Linked DNA regions of Mus musculus: region 2 is linked to region 1. A link is a contact called in public HiChIP or PLAC-seq data. All regions are on one chromosome and are shown on one strand. The core of a region is the stretch at or near the end of the contact, and the rest is flanking DNA. Distances in the headings are between cores, read along the strand shown.

Evidence for each region. HiChIP or PLAC-seq counts read pairs in DNA pulled down with a chosen protein or histone mark.
Region 2: a contact with region 1 is called in an H3K27ac HiChIP or PLAC-seq map of extraembryonic endoderm stem cells, with 4 times the contacts expected there. The contact joins two enhancer-like sites. A contact is called at or near these places in 1 of 115 datasets of contacts at active chromatin or transcription factors (extraembryonic endoderm stem cells) and 1 of 9 other capture datasets (embryonic stem cells).

Annotation. Positions count from the first base shown.
Region 1 is chr17:67,942,351-67,947,715 of GRCm38.p6, forward strand. The region is part of intron 1 of Arhgap28 (Rho GTPase activating protein 28); the gene reads right to left. Among named protein-coding and RNA genes, the nearest start is that of Arhgap28, 59 kb to the right of the region's middle. Within about 2 kb of position 3,286, at least 21 of the 459 cell types and tissues checked have an H3K27ac peak or open chromatin away from gene starts, as enhancers often do. A contact at or near this core is called in extraembryonic endoderm stem cells, where this site is marked.
Region 2 is chr17:68,879,309-68,884,673 of GRCm38.p6, forward strand. No RefSeq gene overlaps it. Among named protein-coding and RNA genes, the nearest start is that of Gm36392, 7.7 kb to the left of the region's middle. Within about 2 kb of position 2,778, at least 28 of the 459 cell types and tissues checked have an H3K27ac peak or open chromatin away from gene starts, as enhancers often do. A contact at or near this core is called in extraembryonic endoderm stem cells, where this site is marked.

The sequences.
Region 1 (5,365 bases), core at 2,036-4,535:
GCCTAAAGAAGGGTTGATGGAAGAGAAAGAGAGAAGAAGAGAAGGAAGAAGAGGCTCATAACTGAGAGCCAGACAGAAGCCACAAAGTCTGGGCCTCACACCCCATTTCTATCCAAAGGACATTGCAGCCAATTCCATTAGGTCAGGGCTCAGAGAGGTCAGTCAGGTGACAAAGAAGCCTGGACCCCCTAGCAACAATGGGGGCAGTGTGTAGGGGGTAAAACTGCTAATATTCCTGAGGTTTTTCTAGCAGCAATAATCAAAGTGCTAAATCGGATAGAACTGACTAGCTGTGGCTACGATTACATTAAATTTTTCCACAATCTACTTATAGGGGTTGGAATCAGAATATAAATTATACCGCAAGAAATAAAAGAAAATTGCAGCCTGTGACTGTGAAATTCATGTGCATCACAAGGCTGATTGATTCTTCTCAGCCTGAACTGCTTCAATATTGTAAGTGAATATTTGGTTAAGGTCAAATTCTATCCAGTGGCAGCAGCTTTAGGAATCTGGCTTTTGAACAGGACTCACGAGTTTTGGCCAGCTGTCTTGACTTGTGCATGGTCTTACAAGATCTCTGACCTAGCACTGGGATGGTTCATAGCTTCAGTCCATTCTCACCAAGCTGCAACCCTGCCTAGAGGAACATGGACCCTGTAGGTCTTGGGCCCTGGCTGAGAGTTAAGAGGGACATTAAACCACACAGCTTCTTGCTGTGGGGAACAGAAAGCACGTACCATTCTGTCCATCTCTACTCTCCAGTGTCATACTGCAATTGTTTGTCTGTCTGTCCATCTGTCCATTCATCCATCCATCTACATATCTGTATATTTACAGTGCTAGAGATTGAACCTAGGGCCTCATGTATGCTAAACTAGAACTCAATCATTGATCAAGAATCTCTTTACATAAGCTAAGGACCCCAAGCTTCAATGTTAGTGACATTTTGATGTTTTGTATCTACATTTTTTTTTTAATCAAGGATGATGGCTAGTTTTCTGCAGAATGCTGTTAGACTGACATAGACTGACATAGGTCAGAGTAATTTGGAAGCCTTAAAAAAATTGTCAAAGGTCTGTTCAAGACTTGATAAATTGATTTTTAACTATCCCCTAACAGATTTCATGACTATGGGGAAGACATTTAAAACACCGTATAAGGACAGAAAGATGTTTTCACTGGCAAGCAATGGAATGATCTCCATTCCAGAATGAGAGCAGACTTCATCAAAGGCTGGTGAGGAGATCATGGCAGACCTCTACTTGGGAGTTAAATACTAAGCTGCTTTAAAAAAAAAAGTCTGGAAAACAAACAAGACAGAAAATCATTTATCTGTTGAAAAACAAGGCCTTGTAAATCCATTAGTATATTCTCCCAAATCCATTAGAGCAATCTCCTGTGATAATTCAGTATTCCTCAGTTATGGGGGTAGGTGGGGGAAGAGAGAAGAATAACTAGGTTGGTAAAATGCTGGTCTGGCAAACATGTAAAAAAGAAAGGCAGGATGCTGTACCCTTATAATCCCAGCCTTGGGGAAGTGGAGACAGATGGATCTGGCCAACTGGTCTACCTGGCAAGCTCCAGGCCATGAAAGATTGACCCCAAAATCAAGGTGGATAGCAATTAAGGACTGACAACCTAAGTCTCCACTTCTCCATATGCACACATGCATATGTGCATACACACATACACACACAGACACACACACTGTTATGCATAGAGTATCATATAGGCAGAATTTGTACCATACGTAGGAATGTCATGTAAAACATTTAAAAAACAACAAAACTGAGAAACTGATTTCAGTGACTACAGCCAGGGTCCATTAGTATCAGGGAATTGTATTATAACTTCTCCAGTGTGCTATAATGGATGAACACTTGTTGAAAATGCTCTACAGTCCCATGAGAAACCCTGTAGGGTACGATTGTAATTTCTTTTATAGAAACAAAAACAAAGGCGACCAGAAAGTTCACCACAGCCTAAACACATATCACCAGAGATAATGGAAAAAGTGAACTTCAGGAGCAGGCAGCCGGACCTCAGTGCCAGGGCTCTAGCACATTTTGGATAATTTCCCACTGACTACTTGCAGTATTTTTGTTTTTCATGCAGTGACTGTTGCCAAAAATCTACTTATGAATGAACAATACAAGCAATTTCTTCTTACCGAAAGCAGGCACCACCAGACAATTACAGGGCACGCAGGCTTTTAAGGCCTGGGAACTGAGGCGTGCAGGACGCTTCAGAAACCTGCAGATCATTAATGGGCTGGCTATCAATCCATGGGAATTCTGTGACTGCAGTAATTTAGTTTAAAACAACAACAAAAAAAAGGTACCACGTAGGGAGGACCTCCATCCAGAAACCTCCTAGTGCACTGCACGACAATGCCAAGCACAGGTGCTACCTTACAGCTGGTGGCATTCTTTGTTTTGCTTTTCTTCATTCTCTTCCCATCCTTTTACTCAAAGCTCTTCCCATGGCATTTATCGGACAAGTCATACAGAGTTCGAATTCTCTAAGCTTTGACCTCAAAACACTAAGTTCCATTCTTCAGCATACCCAACTGCTATTTGTTTTTCTCTGAAACCCAACAGCAACCTGTGCCACGCCCACAGCACCAAAAGCATTAGCAGTTGACCATGTTGTACAGTCGGGACATAGGCAGCCATCTTTAGTACAGCTGAACTAGGATTCCATTTGGGGAAGCTTACTGAAGGGAGGATGTCACCAGGCTAATGACTTCAGGGAAACATTGTCTGTCGGGGGGTGGGGGTGGGGGGGCAGGGGTGGGGAGCTGAAAAGCCATGCCAGCTTGAAAAGAGATGAAATCTCCAGAGAAATTTGGAAGTTCCAGGGAAGTCTTGGAGAATGATCTATGGAGACCCACATTAAAGAACAGGACCCAGGTGAAGGCACAAGGACTGTAGAGGAAGATCAGCCCTTCCTAGTCTATGTAAGTGAGTAGACTAGTCCAAGTGAGCAGGCTAGCCCAGGAAACAGAACACAGCACTGAGGAGAACCACGCCAAGTAGGAGAGTACAAGGATCCTGAATGGGAGAGCCGGGCACTACAATCTCCAGGAGAGTAACAAAGGTTGCCTGCAGCTAGGGAGGAGAGGGCAGAATGTGGGCTCTGGCCAAGGGATCAGCAGATAAACCCAAAGGGGTCGAGGAGTCAGAGGGGCAAGCCTTCAGTAAACAGCAGAATTGTAAGCAGAGCAGGGAAAACGCACAAAGAATCCACAATCGCAATCCCTTCTCTGGTATCTCTCACAGCTGCATTCCTATGCACATACACTGCCCCCGTCGCTGCACACATCAGCTTTGCGTCAGAGGGAGAGAAGAATAGATTGCCTGGTTCTTTGAGAGAGCAATATGGAAAAACACGGACTTCCATGTCTTTCAATTAAACTAGAGATCACTACAGGCTCCACAGACAGACCCTCTCTCAAGATAGGAAGTGAAATAATGGACAGGCTGGGGCTTGGGTGGGGCTCAGTAGCAGCTTGATTGCTCCTGGGTTTCACAGCACTGAAAAATGAGGACTGAAGACGGAGCCCACAGGAGACTTGTTAATGCCAGAAAGCAGCCTCAGTGAAGAATGGAAAGACCCACAACTATTGCCACCGCAACCTCCACGTTTTCCTGCCTCTACACCACAGAACATGGAGAACACACTGGACCTTCACACGGATCTGTGTGTGGAAGGCCCCCCCAGACCCCAGAATCCAACTTCCAGTTCTCTTTGAGCCGATGCTAGAAATTATAACTTGAGCCAGACCCTTAGCTGCTCAGGATTGTCGCCTGCATGCCTTCTTCAGGGCCATGGACGGAGATTAATGAAACTATGTTTGCAAAGGGCTTGTGGCACTTCCCTTATACACCTAGAGAGGTATGTTATGAACTGCCCCCAAAATGAGCTGATTCTTGGGGATCAAAAGCAGGAAGGAGGCAAGAGCTGAGCTGACAGCAGCATTTGCTAGGGGCTTGATCCCCTCGGTGGGTTTATTTATTTATTTTTCAAATAGCAATCTGGAAAGAAGTGCTCACATTAAAGCAGAGGGAGGAGCCAAGGGCTCTGGCACTGCTGGCATCTTGGGAAGAGTCCAGTGCTTCTCAGATAAGTGGATATTAGCCCAGAAACTTAGAATACCCACGATACAATTTGAAAATTACATGAAACTCAAGAAGGAAGACCAAACTGTGGACACTTCGTTCCTTCTTAGAAGGGGGAACAAAATACCCATGGAAGGAGTTACAGAGACAGAGTTCGAAGCTGAGACTGAAGGAAGGACCATCCAGAGACTGCCCCACCCGGTGAACCATCCCATAAACAACCACCAAACTCAGACACTATTGCAGATGCCAACAAGATTTTGCTGACAGGACCCTGATATAGCTGTCTCCTGTGAGGCTATGCCAGTGGCTGGCAAATACAGATGTGGATGCTCACAGTCATCTATTGGATGGAACACAGGGTCCCCAATGAAGGAGCTAGAGAAAGTACCCAAGGAGCTGAAGGGGTCTGCAGCTCTATAGGAGGAACAACAATGTGAACTAACCAGTACCACCAGAGCTCATGTCTCTACATGCATATATAGCAGAGAATGGCCTAGTCGGCCATCAATGGGAGGAGAGACCATTGGTCTTGCCCCAGTATAGGGGAATGCCAGGGCCAGGAAGCAGGAATGGGTGGGGGGCAGGGGGAGGGAGAGGGTATAGGGAATTTTCGGAGAGGAAACTAGGAGAGGGGATAGCATTTGAAATGTAAATGAAGAAACTATCTAATTAAAAAGAAAAAAGAAAATTGGACCTAGTACAGAGTAACTTAAAAGGATGTGGGTGGGTTAATGTTGTCACAGAGAAACTTGCAGGGAGAAACCATAGGACAAAGCCCATGATGTTCTCACAGTGTATACAGGCAGACTCATTCCTACTGAATTATTCATGGTTGGCAAAGGTTAAAAGGAAAGAATGGCAAGCATTCCATTCTCTACCATAAAAGAAGCTCCATGGCCAGGTACAGTGGTATACACCTGTAACCCCAGCACTTTGGAGGCTGAAGCAGGAGGATTGCTAGTTCAAGGCCAGCCTGGGAAAACCCTACTGAAAAAAGAAAGGAAGGGAGGGAGAAGGGATGGAAGGAGGAATCGAGGCAAAAAGAAACAGGAAGGGAGCAAGAAACAATGGATTAAAGAAAAACAGGGAAATAAATACATGGTGGATAAGAAATAAATAGGCCACCGCTTCCACTGTCTTGGCTACAGAGCCTCTGTCTATCTAGACTATTCTAAGGTCACTGTGGTTCTCTCCATACTGCTGAGGTTCTGGACGTTTGGGCACACAGTGAAGTGCCT
Region 2 (5,365 bases), core at 1,528-4,027, 940 kb after region 1:
AGCCTAAAATCTCCCTGAAGCCCCTGAAGCTTTTTTTAACTTACAAGGTAGTAGAGGGCAGGATGGAAGGCAAACTTTCAAAGAACCAGAACAGCTGAGGCTGGGCTAAAAAGTCTCCTGATTCAGAAAGAGGTTGGTTCAAATGTCAAGAGAAAGACTGTCCTTTGATTCACAACTGTTTATGTCCCTGGCTATGCAGAAGAGCATGGTCCGAGTGTTGTCTAGCAATTTCCTCCACGATAAAACATCCCATTTGAAGGGAAACTTACTAAGGTGCACAGAGAAAAGAAGCATACCTTAGCAAGGATGCTCTTTAATCTCAGAGAGCAAACACGTAAAGACTTCAGGAAGTCCCTAAAACTGATTAGCGTCACTAGGCTCCACCTTTCATGCCTATATAAGCAGAAAGGACTGCTGGGAGACTCTCCCAGACCAGGTGTGCTCCCTTGAAGAGACAAAGATGAGAGAACTTCTTGGAGGAGGCTCAGATCACTTGAGCTGCCTGAGTCTCTCCAACCTGCTCAGCTTTCTACAGGTTGTATTATGAGCTCCGGGTCTCTGTCTTTCATGGGTCATCACACATGCAGGATGGGTCAGCTTACTGAGAGTGTGTTGAGTCACCTCAGCTTCTGTAAGTACCTCTTCACCAGTATCCCTGCAAGTAGCCCCAATAAAACACTGACCAAGTTGGTCTTTGGCGGTGTCCTTATTTTCATCCATCATTTGTTTCCCCACTTGGTGTAGCTACATGTTTGCTCATATCTCCCCAGGAATGTCACACAACACTGAGGTTGACTTAGAACACGTCAACTTACTGGCTAGCTGAGTCCTACTAAAGTTGCCAGAAAGGTTTGACAACTATCACAACTGCAAGTCAGACTACAGAAGTTCCTTTCCCAGCTGGGAGCCTGGGAATCAGAAAGGCACAACATTTATGAAGTAAATGTCACTAGCTTCCACTTCAAGCATTCTTTTCGAATAGAAACCATGAAACGTGGCAGGGAAATATGGCCTAGGCTCCAAATAAGAGAAGGGTCGCCAGTAGCAAATGTGGGTGACCTAGACACTAGGGTGATGGTCAGACAGGGTTGTTCACCTCATTCTGACAGAGCTGAGGGGAGATTAACAAGTAACTGACCTCTGGGCAGTAAAGCTGTGCCTCATGGGAATCTGGGTTACCAATCCGGAAGCTACTTTGTACCTACTGTAGGTGGCCAGGTAAGAAACATACACCATGGGTTATGAATGTCCGGCTTCATACACTCAGAGGACAGAGTCACACATTGGGGAAAGCTGACATCCAGAAGGAATCCTAGAGTGTTTGGCTGAAATTGTAAATACCAGAGTAAGAATCCAAATGTTTAAAAGCAAGTATTAGTATTCAGTGGGGGTTAAAATTAAATGTAAAAGGAGTAAGAGCAGATAGAAAATTGTCCTTTAGACTATCACAGAAGAGACCCAACCGCATATCTTAAAATCTTAAAGCTGGGCATCTTCAGACTCCCAGCAGATCTCCTCAGGAAAATAATTAACTTCAAAGAAAATTGTGTAGCTTGAGAGTGGAGAGCTTCAGAAGTCACCAATAAGTAACCAAGACTAATGCCAATAACATGAAGGGCCACCCCATTATAGGCCCCATTACTATACTTCTGTAGTGTCTGTTGGTAATGTATTACCCAAATCTCTTCACAAGAAAACAGCAGACAAAGCCAAACTCAAGAGATAATCTACCAAAAACAAACAAACAAACAAACAAACAAAACAAAACAGAACAAAACAAAACAACAGCACTCAATAGAAGTCTGGAGAAACAGGAAACTACCAAGGTTCTGCTATGCACTGGAGACAGAGACAAGACAACTAAACACAAGATGGGATCTTAGATTGGATCCTGGAACAAAGACAACAAAAAGCTGGGAAAATCTTAAGTGCAGACAAACAGCTATTGTTTGGTGACTAGGAACATGGAGGTATTCACCCCTCCTTCTGGTCACTGTCCAAGGGTCAGGCTAGATGTTAACAGGAATCAGAACAAGCATGGGCAGATCTTTCCATGTTGTTCTTGCAAGTTTTCTGTAAATCTAAAACTATAGTGTTAAAAGGATCCCAAGGGATCCAGAGGAGAAGAAGAAGAAGAAAAAAAATGAGGCAATATGACTTGAAAGAGAACTTCCAGAAAGGCATATTAACTGATTAATAGATACATAGTAACTGATAAATCTAAACATAGTAAAAACGTTTTAAATGAATCAACTAGAAATGTCAGAACTAAAGAACACCGAGATCTGGGCTGCAGAGAGGGCTCAGCTGGTCCAGGCACTTGTAAGCTACCCCTTCCAGCCTGAGTTCCCACCTGGACTCCCACAAAGTGGCAGAGAACTGGTTCCTGAGCATTGTCCTCTGACCTCCCAACCCACGGGGCACAGTCAGGCACACAGAAAAACAAACAAGAAACAAATAACATTTAAGAGAGCGCTGACAGTTCAAAGTAGGACCCTTTTATAATTGTGCCGCCGCTAGGTGGAGCAGGTGGAGGGATACCTGTGCGACTCGTTTCCTAGGACGTTCTGATAACAGCCACGTTTGGGAACTACTCATTGAATGAACATTATGATAAACGTCACTAAACGTGGAGTATGATGAGGGATCCTAAGGTTGCTGCTGCGTTTGAGGATTTTGATTGCGTTCAGCCGCGTGGAAAGGGCACAGCACAACACAGAAGATGATGGCGGCGGCGGCTGGAGCCAGAGGATCTGTCTTTCAGTGTTCCTCTGCTTTCTCTCTCACCAGAGGCCACCCTTGAGCATATCCCGGTCTCCATGAACAAGAACACTGCTTCTGCCCAGTGAAACCCTTCACAAAGTCTAAGGCTCTTCATAGGAAAAAGTTGTGGGGAGCTGGTCACATAGGTCTCCTCTGTTCAGCACATACTGAAATTTCAGATTAACAGAACAGCAACCACGGCCAGCTAGGAAAAGCTGAAATTACAGAGGCACTGCTTGCCTTCAGTCTCATGGCCTGGCCAATGGCAGTTCCCAAGCAGCCCTCTGCGGGAATGGCATCATGGATCTGACATACTCAATCCCTCATTAACATTGACACTGCACTGAGCCCTTCTGTGAACACAATCACCATGTTGGCTGTTTTACATACATTGCCTCATATAATCTTCGTGGCAATTCTCCACATTGGTATTGATTTTTCTAGAGGGGGATTGAGACTTACAGATAGCCCCCCCCCCCAATTTATACTTACACACTTTAAAAAAATTAATATATTTATTTGTTTACTTACATCCCAACGGCAGTTTTCCCTTCCTCCTCTCCTCCTAGTCCTTTCCCCACACCAAGATGACACTTCAATTCTGGAAAAACAACAACAACAACAATTTAACAAATTAATCCCATTACACAGCATGTAAGCAATTAGCTATCCTTCAAACTCACAGTTTGGTTCATGCTGGCTTGAATCTTTGATTTTTTTTTTTTTTTTTTGAATTACAAAAAGCTAACAGCTACCCTCCTTCTATATGGAACTTTTTTTTTTCATAAAGGGTGTTTCCAAAAGTACCTAAAAGCAAATTTTATAAACCTCCTTTTTAAACAGCCACCACTTATGTAAGTAATAAGTAGTATATATGCATATACCTAAGGTAGACCCTGAGGCTTAATGCCATCCGGTTAGTTCCCACCTCTCTACACTGCTGCACTGGGAGTAAAGGTTTCAACACACGCTTGTGGAAGGACAGCTTGGCACCATAGCAACAAAACATTATCCTCCCCCCCCCCCATAAAACACCTATATTATTCATCCTATAGTACAGCGGAGCCCTCCATGTTCCAGTGGAAGGATTTCTGGATAAGAAGCACATGGGTTCGGTTTACACAGTTAAGTTCTTTCCTGACAGATGCCATCGCTGACCATCCTTAAATACAGAAATGCAGGTAGAGTTTGGGTGTGCTAATTGCACACATGAGCCAGTATATTTCTCTCACTGCTACATTCCACATGGAGAACAGCTGTGACCTGACAGCTTTTGCAAAAATGTATTCAGGTACAGTAGCAGCGAACTGTATCCAGATGCCTACATGCTGCTCTATGTCTGAAAGGAAGCTGGGAGTCAGAAACCAACAGCCATCAGATGTGTCTCACCTTCAGATAAATATTTCATGCTCACAATAACTTTTTCCAAATGCAGCTTGACTTTCAAGTACACTGACACTTGTCCAGGCAGCGATCTGCACAAAACACAAAGGCCAAGGGAACAGCATTTTAATTTAATCACAGGCCCTGTGAATATTCTCCCTCTGTGGGAAAACCAGGGCCTTTGGTACAGAATAGTAATTACAGCCAGTAGATGGCATCTAAAAGCTAGGATAATATTTCAGATCTATATTTAACCCCAGACTTGCTCATTTCCAAAGGTTGACCCTCTAGCGTTAGTCATATTGAATCAATTTTAATTTTCAACCCTATTCACACCAGAGTTGAACTTAAGATTTTTTTCAACCAATAAACTCTTATCACTTTTACTGCTCACATAGTGCTGCTGCAGTAAGCAGACTAACACAATACTACTACACAGTAAGCAGGTTAATGTGGGTTCTCCGAGCAGCTATCATTTAAAACATTAACCATTGAACAAAGGCTTGTCAAGTATCCTTGGTGTTGCCTGATTGAATAAACCAAACTGATAAATCTTGGACCAGGACCAAAAGATATAATGAGTCTCACACCAAACACCCTTCAACTTGGATAAATTCCAGGGGAGTCAACTGAGTTTAAAAGTTTCACAAACAATTATATTACTGAATAGGGCACAGCAGAGAGAGAGAGAGAGAGAGAGAGAGAGAGAGAGAGAGAGAGAGAGAGAGAGACAGAGAGACAGAGAGAGAGAGACAGAGACACAGAGACAGAGACACAGAGACAGACAGAGACACAGACAGAGAGAAGCCAATAGATTGAGTTCTGTTCCATGCAGCTCAATTTGCTTTTGAGTTGCCTGTATTTAGCTATCTGCAATTACAACAAATGAAAGTCATTAAAGACATATTTATTTTCTTACACAACCTCAACAGGCCTCGCCACATATATATAATATTTTTGGAATGCTGTCCACAGTTAAGAGACTGGATATTTTAAAGAGACATTAGCCTTTAAACAAGTGTTACAAGATTTAAGGATGATGAAGTTTTAAAAGTTGTGCTGTATTTTGTATCGTGATATTAACATGACCCCAAGGGGATGCAAAACAAAGAAAAGGTATGGTTTTCAGAGTGATGTCTTTGTCAAATTGACAAGGGTCAATAGTGCTGATCAGTTTTGATCAACTAGATTCAACTGAGAAACTCTCTCCATCAGACTG